Linked DNA regions of Mus musculus: region 2 is linked to region 1. Evidence: chromatin contacts called from public ChIA-PET data. All regions are on one chromosome and are shown on one strand. The core of a region is the stretch at or near the end of the contact, and the rest is flanking DNA. Distances in the headings are between cores, read along the strand shown.

Region 1 (4,144 bases), core at 1,169-3,668:
ACCACCACCTCCTAACAATACAAGGTAACTAAAAACACTACACAGAATGACTCATTTGCAAGAGTTTTGGTGACAAAAAAATCCAGTTATCAACTGTTCTCTGTACAGCAAGTTACACATCACCATTATCAATCAAGGGACCTTTAGGAAATTGTTTCAAAAGTCATTTCCTATATAATTTGCACAAGTTGTATTAAGCATAGGTGCTTAATTTAATTCCAACATGATACATGATCAGTTATTGAAATATCACCTCAAAATAGAGGAAATCTAAGGCAGGTAAACTTTTCGTAGTTGTAAAGCCAAGGTACCTAGAAATCTGCATGAAAGAGATTTTCCCATATGCAGACATTTTCCTCCACACACTCTCAATCTGAATCCACCCATTCTGTCACTACCTATCTTTCCATAGTCACCCAGATGGATTTTAACGGGCAATTAAGCTACGATGTAAAGTATGATTTCAGGAAAGGTTTTGGCTTTGTTTCTACATTGTCTGGTTTGGAAAATGCTTTCATGAAGCAGGCACACCACCAATTTTTATCAGAAACCTTTCGGCTATCTGACAAACTGAAGTAACGCTTTCACCTCTGCAATTTTCTCTTCCTCACTTCTTACCTACTGATCCCCTAACCCAAACAGACTCAGAACAAGGTAAGTTATTACACTTCTGTCCTGAAAAGTTTTTCAAAGACCCAATAGTGCCCCTTCACATTTACCCTGAAAAAAGATCTTGACTCAAATGTATACAAAACCTGATAATGGGAGACAAAAACTAAGGAGCTATTATTCTACCGCTTTAAACCAAGGCCAGAAGTCTCAACAATAGAGAGGAGAGTGTCAACATGCTATAATGACATCAAGATATCAGCAAAAGTAAACTTTGTAATCTGACCTGACATTAAGGTTAATGGCTAAAATAGAGATAAACAGCAAACCCAGTGGGGATCATTAAAAATCTGCAGGAAAAGCTAACCATGGTGGCTCTGGGAAGACAGTCAGGAAGACCTTGAGTCTGAGGACAGCCTAGGATACATAGTGAGACCCTGCCTCAAAGAGAGGCAGGACAGACAGACAGAGAGGCAGGATTAGAATGAATGCAGAGTGAAAAGCTGTCTAAGAAGGCAATTTGGTTGACATGTAGAAAGGTCATAAACTCAACCCCAAGCAGTGCCAAGTAGGTAATACACTGAACAATCATAGTATGTTACTTTGCTTGGTATAGAGGAGAAAGCTATATGGATGCGATCTTCATTCTTTTAAAGTGAATGATATTTCTAAACTCAATGGTCCCTGTGAACTTGAAATCAAGGTTTAATCTACTTGAAAAAGTGAAGAGTCAGTCAACTATCGGAGCAGAAACCAAACGAGCCCAGTGCAGCTTCCCACATTTCAGGAGACACCAGAAAGCTTTCTAGATTTTTAAGTCACAAGGGAATGTGAAGCAGACTTAGATAAACTAGGAAGAGACCGCACTGCATAGATTCCCACTGTGTGGGTCACTTCACCTCTGTTTTCTGTATTAAAAAAAAAAAAAAGTATCATTTCTGACTGCCTCGCCTTCACGACTAAGTAAGATTATGAAAGCCGTAGAGCCTGGTATCTGAAACCACTGCTGATCCCCTACAGTGGAACTGACAGGGCTGGTTTTGTGTCTATAGGGATGGGGCTGCTAGGGAGTTAAGATGCTGAAAAGCGACTGTACCAGTACACTGACAACTTCCTACATGGTTGTTTCAATTTCTATTTTGAACACTTATCGTCTAAACCGTACCAATGGCTTTACATAGAATTCTCTAGTGTAAGACTCACAACACCCCTACAAAGTTGTGGTAACATCGAGGAAACTTGCCCAAGGTCAAATTCCTGTAACTAACAGTATCTTAGCCATGATACAGGGAGGCCGATCTTAATCAAGAAAGTCAAGTGAAGCCTGAGGAGGGAACCCAGACTGACGTGCAGACCGGCTCCTGACTCCTGGGGGATGCAGCTACGGGAGCATCCCGTCACCGTGAGCCCGCCTGCTCCGGGGAGCGCTCGGCCTGCCAAGGTAGCCGCGGCCGGCCCACCACATCCCAGCACACCGCCCTCCGCCGCCGCAGGGAACGAGATCGGGGTACTCCGAAGCCGGCTCACCGTTCAGGCCCACCGTGGCCACCAAAGGCCGGGCTGCGGCCTGGCCACTCAGGGACTCGCGGCACAGGAAGGGTCGCTTCACATCCAGAACAGGTGGCTCCGAGGCGGCGGGCACCGCGCCTTGCAGCAGAGGACGCAGCGCGCCCGCCACCCCGCGGGAAGTGGCCGATAGGACGGGCGCGAACGGGCCCGAGCGGGCGGCGACCGACAACATGGCGACAGCTGCTCAAACCACCTCGTCGGTCACAGGGACGACCTTTCGTTCGAACGACGGCCCGAAGAGGAGCGGGAGGCGCAGGGTTTGTGACGTCAGCGCGACGCCGGAAAGGGCGTTTCGCAAGGTTGAGCGAATCGGGAGGGACGCCGCGTTGGGGGCGTGGCTTCGGGCGCAGGTTGGGGCCCGGGCAGGAAAGGGCAGGGCCTGGAGACACTCTGGTGTCTGACTCGGTCGCCCTGCCCCAGGAAAACCGAAGTCGGGAGGGATTTCTTGTGGTCGTGATTGAGATCCTTCATTTAGGGCAAAACCTTAAATCGGGGACGACCGAGGCATGAGAAAAAAAAAAACAACAGGCTACTACTACTTCCTAACGCCTATCACCTAGAATAAATACCAACCGCTTTTTGTCTTTTGCCAAGACGATTTTGATCTTCTTACAACAAAAGAGCCAGAAACCTATATGCAAGGTTTGACAAAAACAAAACAAAACAAAACAAAACAAAACGGTGGCTTACGATTATTCATGATCTACTACGCTTTTGATTTGGTAGTTTCCTTCGTTGTTCATTTGTAATTATGATCTTGATGAAATAACACTATTGATACCAGCATTTTACCAGTGAAGGACCTGGTCCTTAGACCCTTTGCTCTGCATAGATTGCCAGGAAGCAGTGGAGTATTGTAGACCCCTGAGGGGTTTTTGTTTGTTTGTTTGTTTGTTTGTTTCTGAACAAGTGGGGTTTCCCAAGTGATGTTCAGCAGTACAAAAGGGAGGGACTCTTACTCTCCTTCACATAGTGAGAAAACTGCCAACTTTCTAACTTCTCTTTCAGTTCTGACTACACCACTAACAAAGTCTCTGTGAGGTGCTAATAAACGTTAATCCCTCTTACACTTGAAAATCTCCACTTTTCCAAGTAGAACAAACCTTGATTTCAAGTTCACACAGACAATTGAGTTTAGAGATGGCATTCACTTTCAAAGAATGAAGTTCTCATCCATACAACTTTCTCTATACCAAATACTTCGTTTATTCTTTTAGGGTTTAAAAAGAAAAAACAGTAAAAAAAAAAAACTAAGAATTTAAGCACTGCACACTCTGGCATGATTGTGATATGATGCTTGTATAATACATGGACTCTAGGACCTTGGCTGGTTTCTAAACCTTTGGAATTGTAAAACAATGTAGTTGTGTTGTTTTAAGACACTATGTTTGTTATAGCAGCAATGTAAAACAACACCCAGGAGATCCGGGCCCTCACAGAGGAATGATTGCAGGTGTCCTTAGCCAGGGAGGATACTTGCTGCCTAGTCTGGGTCCTTTCTTGTCACTGTCACTTCATTCAGTTATGTTCTGAACAGGGACAGGACCTGGGATAACCCCAGAGAAGCATGCACTCCATGTAGATCTCACCTAAGGAACCAGGAGTGAATATCCACCATGGCAGAGATCAATCTAACCTTTTCTCTCTCAGCTGAATCTCCAGATGGAAGTCTTCACCCCAAACTGCCCCTGCCTGTGGCTCTGTCTCATGATGGAACCAAATCCCCAGCTAGATGCCAACTGCTGCTGGTGGTGCCAGTGCTTGACAAGAGATGGACCATGGAGCTTTCCAGATGCATATGACACCATATACATCTGAGCTGGCCCTGGACAGACAGCCTCAGCTGAGAAACCACCCAACAAGGACGAGCCAGGGCCAGGCATAGGTCTGTTCGTCATCAGTTTTTGAGGATGTCAGAGGCCAGTTCTCCTACAAGAGCCAGGATGGCCCATTGCATCTTACTGAA
Region 2 (4,144 bases), core at 819-3,318, 270 kb after region 1:
CAGAGGAGCTGCCTCCATCCATCAGACTGTCCTGTGGGGATGTCTGTGGGAGCATTTTCTTGATTAATGATTGACGTGGGAATGCCAGGTTCACGACACAAGGTGTCACTCCTGAGCAGGTGGTACTGGGTGGATAACAGGCTGAGCAAGCCAAGGGGAGTAAGCCTTAGTAAGCACAATCCTTGCCTGCTTCTGCTTCAGTTCCTGCCCCTAGGTTCCTGTCTTGACTTTCCCCAGTGAAGGACTGCGACCTGCAAAATGAGACCAAACCTTTCCCTCTCCAAGTTGCTTTCAGCCATGTTGTTTATCACAGCCATAGAAAGCATACGAGGACACACACACAACACATGTGCAAGCAATTTCATAAAAGAATACTATTAGATCTAAAATTACAAAGGAACTCCCACACAGTGGCAGTGGGGCTGAGGGCATCTGGACAAAAACTAAACAGGAAAACACTGAAGTTAAATGACATTATAAATCAAATGGGCCTAAAAGGCATCTGTAGATTATTCTATGCAAACACTACAGTATATTCTTCTTAACAGCCTATGTGACTTTCTCTGAAATTGACCACATATAAACATGGGAAAATTAAAATTATGTTCTGCCTTCTATTTGCCTATAATGGATTAAAGCCAGATCTCAAAAGCAACAGAAACTAAGTACAAAACTCACGGAAACTGAGCAACACACTATTGGGATAACTGAGGCAAAAAGAAATCAAGGACATTTAAGAATTCCTAGAATTGAATGAAAATAAAAATACAATATACCAAAATCTATGAGCCACAATGATGGCCAGAGGAAGGTTTAGAGCACTAAATGCCTACATTAAAACAAACAGACAGAGAGAAATAGAGAGTGAGAGAGAGAGAGAGAGAGATAGAGAGAGAGAGAGAGACAGAGACAGAGAGAGACAGAGACAGAGACAGAGAGAAGAGTTCAAATAGTCTAATGATGAACTTGAAAGCCCAGGGAAAACAAGAACAAACACTACATATAAAATAATATTAGGGAAGAGGTATCAAAAAATCAGGGCTCAAATTAATGAAATAAAAAAAATAAATATCAACACAAATAGTTAATGAAATAAAGATTTTGTTCTTTGACAAGATAAACAAGACTGACAAACTCCTAACCAAATGAACAAAACCAGAGATGTAGAAGGAGGCAATATAACAGACACCAAGGAAAGAGAAAATCAAAAGGACAGAGCTAAAAACCCATACTCTCCTAATCTTTATTTTAAAGCAGTTTAATTGAAGTAAATTATAGAACTCTTAACATAATAGTAAAGTACTCTACAGCACACATTCAAAATAGAAGTCCACACCTCTACCTAGCACTCACAGCACAAGTGTAATGTCACACGGTCCATGCATTGTCTTTAAGAACTGCATGCAATGCCTACAGAGATGGGAGTCGGGGAGCTGCAGCTGTCTGTGCCAGTGGGGCTTGTTTTGCAACCTGCAATGCCCATTCATTTCTAGAACATGGCAGTTTCATGGTACATTGATACAGAAAGTCTTAGAAAAAAAAAAGCAAATTATTTCTAGTAGTCCTTTAGTTCTAAAGGTGAGACTAATGTGTTAACTTTCATGAAGCCATGCTGACTGAGCCACACAGGCATGGCCTTGCTAGAGCCAGAAGTTGCCCTAGGAAGGAAGCCCTGGAGCACTTCTATTCTTCCTCACGTCCTCTGTGTCCTGTGTCAGATCTGCTCTGGCTCTCAACTTCCTTCTGACTCACGGTCTTGCTCTGTCTCTACTTTACCACCAATCTTACCACTCACCTCTAACTCAAGCTTTCGAAAGCCCCTTCCTCCAAGAAGCCCCCCATGACTTGTTGGAAGTTGTCTCTGAAACCCCTCATTTTGATCTGGGATTTTATGGCACCGCCCTCCATTCTCTCCACCCTAAGTGTTTCCATGTCCTGTGATGCTGGAGTTCATCAACCCTCGTGCTCATGTGCTCTCCCTGAGTTGTGGCCCCAGGGGAAGGATGACAGAAACTGTGTTGACCTGGGAGGAAGAAGTGGGTTGTGGTGAAGTTCAGCGCCAGGAAACCAGGGTTGTGAGTGCAAGCAAGGGTCTCTAGGCGCCTCCCAGCCTTAAAGGGAAACCAGGGTTGTGAGTGCAAGCATGGGTCTCTAGGTGCCTCCCAGCCTTAACGTCTCAGAAGCAACTCATCTCTCTGTTGGCCTGCCTATTTGGTGCCCTAGCACTGTCTGCAATGAAGTAGTGTCCATGGCACACTCCTACTGAAACTAACAAGACACTTGATACATGGTGTTTAACAATGAAGACACAAACACAACATAAAAGAGAGAACTCCACTATTTATTGTGGATTTTAAAATCAGGAATATAAGCAATTACAGAGCTAATAAAAATGGTGAAATAAAGATAGGGGTCTTACAGAGAAGGACAACTACTGGCTTTGTGCACTGTATTTATTAGGTGTTTAAAATAACAAATGGTTCTGTACTTCTGCTTTGGAATTTAGTTTGTTTATGTCAGATATAATAACAGCACACAGGGAGGAGACAATGCGGTACATACTTATTTTGCAACAAAGGATTACAATTTCTACTTCCAGTCACTGTGATAAATAAACATACACTCATTTACCTTAAATAATCCACAGGGTACATATGCTGTGCTCTGGAATTAGTTTTGTCAACTCTAGAAGAGGAGCCTACATTATCCACAGATCAGTCTGAAGAGTGAAGTGCAACAGAGGCTGACGGAAGGATGGAGTGAGGTGAAAGCTGCCTGCAGGTCACAATGACCTGACTCTACTGCGCAAGCCACTCACCACTGAGTCACAGCTCAGTGCCTGGTCACTTGGGGCACCTCAAATCTTTACAAAACACAGCCCATGCCAGAGCAGCCTCTTTCCAGCTATGGAGCAAGACATTTCACCGCGTGGGAAGTGGCAGAGGGGGAGGGAGTGCTGCCTTGCCGAGGAGCCTGGCTTCATCTTTAGGCTGCATTGAAGACCACAAGCCTTCCCCAGGCCTTGTGGGTGTGACAGGGCCTCCACATACAGGTCCTTGTGAACCCTCCCCACACCACTGCAGTGATCCATCAGCTTAAGGCTGAGTGAGAACCACAAGCTTCAGTGTTTAGCACTGGGAGAAATGAAAGTCAGACTATGAAATTCAGAGTTCATACGAGGACTTGTGGATCACAAATTTATCCAAATATTAACATTTTTATGTGTAGACTGTATATTTTTCTTTACAGAAACAGGGTGGGGAGCTTAGAACCACTTGTATGAAATGGTTATTTTAAAGTTTAGGACAAAGCTCTAAAAACTGTGACTTCAAATCTCTTCTCAAATGTCTCACCTGGGCTGGAAACTGCCAACAGTAGGCCTAGAAGAGGGGCACTGAGAAGGGCACACACACACACCATGGGCCGCTCTGGACCATGATGGAGAAATCCCCAGACTCACAGCATTTTGAAGAGTATGCTACACAGCCTTTCAGGACCAAAGCTAGCAATAACAAAAACTGTTTATTTGGATGTTTAAACTATGGTAGTTTAAATAGATTGAAATTAAATATCCATGGGCATCTTTCTGCACCACCATGCTGGGGAAAAGAGACGTTAAATGCAGTGCTTGACGTGTAATCTCTGCTGCACAGCACGAGGACAGTCTCCACCGCCATGTCTGATGCTCTTCTTGCAGAGCCTATGTTTTCATGACTGCTGGAGACGCAGCTTGGAAGCAGGTGAGCTGCAAGTGCATGCTGCTCTTGAACTTGTTGAGCAGCTCTTCCAGTGACCTGGAGGGAGGAGAGGGTTTTACATCCTGACAGTGACGGGCTGTGCTAGTGAGCTGTGCTAGTGAGCTGTACATCAGCATGGCATGAACCAGTCATCAGAGAAGAGGGGGCCTCAGTTGAAAAAATGCTTCCATAAGTAGGTAAGCTTATAGAGCATTTTCTAATTAACGACTGATGGAAGAGGGCCCACCTTATTGTAGATGGTGCCATCTCTCGGCTGGCGGTCCGAGAGGTTGTATAAGAAAGCAGATGGAGCAAACCATGAGGAGCATCCAGTAAGCAGAACTCCTGCATGGCCTCTGCATCAGCTCTTGCCTCCAGGTTCCTGCCCTGTGTGATTCCTGCCCTAA

The links. ChIA-PET counts read pairs in DNA pulled down with a chosen protein or histone mark.
Region 2: a contact with region 1 is called in an RNA polymerase II ChIA-PET map of memory CD8 T cells, with 73 read pairs. The contact joins the enhancer-like site here to the promoter of Uqcrfs1 in region 1. A contact is called at or near these places in 1 of 39 promoter capture datasets (the SN4741 cell line), 1 of 15 datasets of contacts at CTCF or cohesin (large pre-B cells), 1 of 484 Hi-C or Micro-C datasets (bone marrow-derived macrophages), 4 of 115 datasets of contacts at active chromatin or transcription factors (CD8 T cells, bone marrow-derived macrophages, effector CD8 T cells and 1 more) and 2 of 9 other capture datasets (adipose tissue and liver).

Annotation. Positions count from the first base shown.
Region 1 is chr13:30,542,898-30,547,041 of GRCm38.p6, forward strand. Uqcrfs1 (ubiquinol-cytochrome c reductase, Rieske iron-sulfur polypeptide 1) reads right to left here and starts at 2,419. Exons shown (of 2, transcript NM_025710.2): 1 at 2,137-2,419. The coding sequence starts at 2,350.
Region 2 is chr13:30,811,598-30,815,741 of GRCm38.p6, forward strand. It overlaps Exoc2 (exocyst complex component 2), which reads right to left. Exons shown (of 28, transcript NM_025588.2): 28 at 2,321-3,794. The coding sequence ends at 3,701. Among named protein-coding and RNA genes, the nearest start is that of Irf4, 64 kb to the left of the region's middle. Within about 2 kb of position 2,069, at least 51 of the 459 cell types and tissues checked have an H3K27ac peak or open chromatin away from gene starts, as enhancers often do. A contact at or near this core is called in CD8 T cells, effector CD8 T cells and memory CD8 T cells, where this site is marked.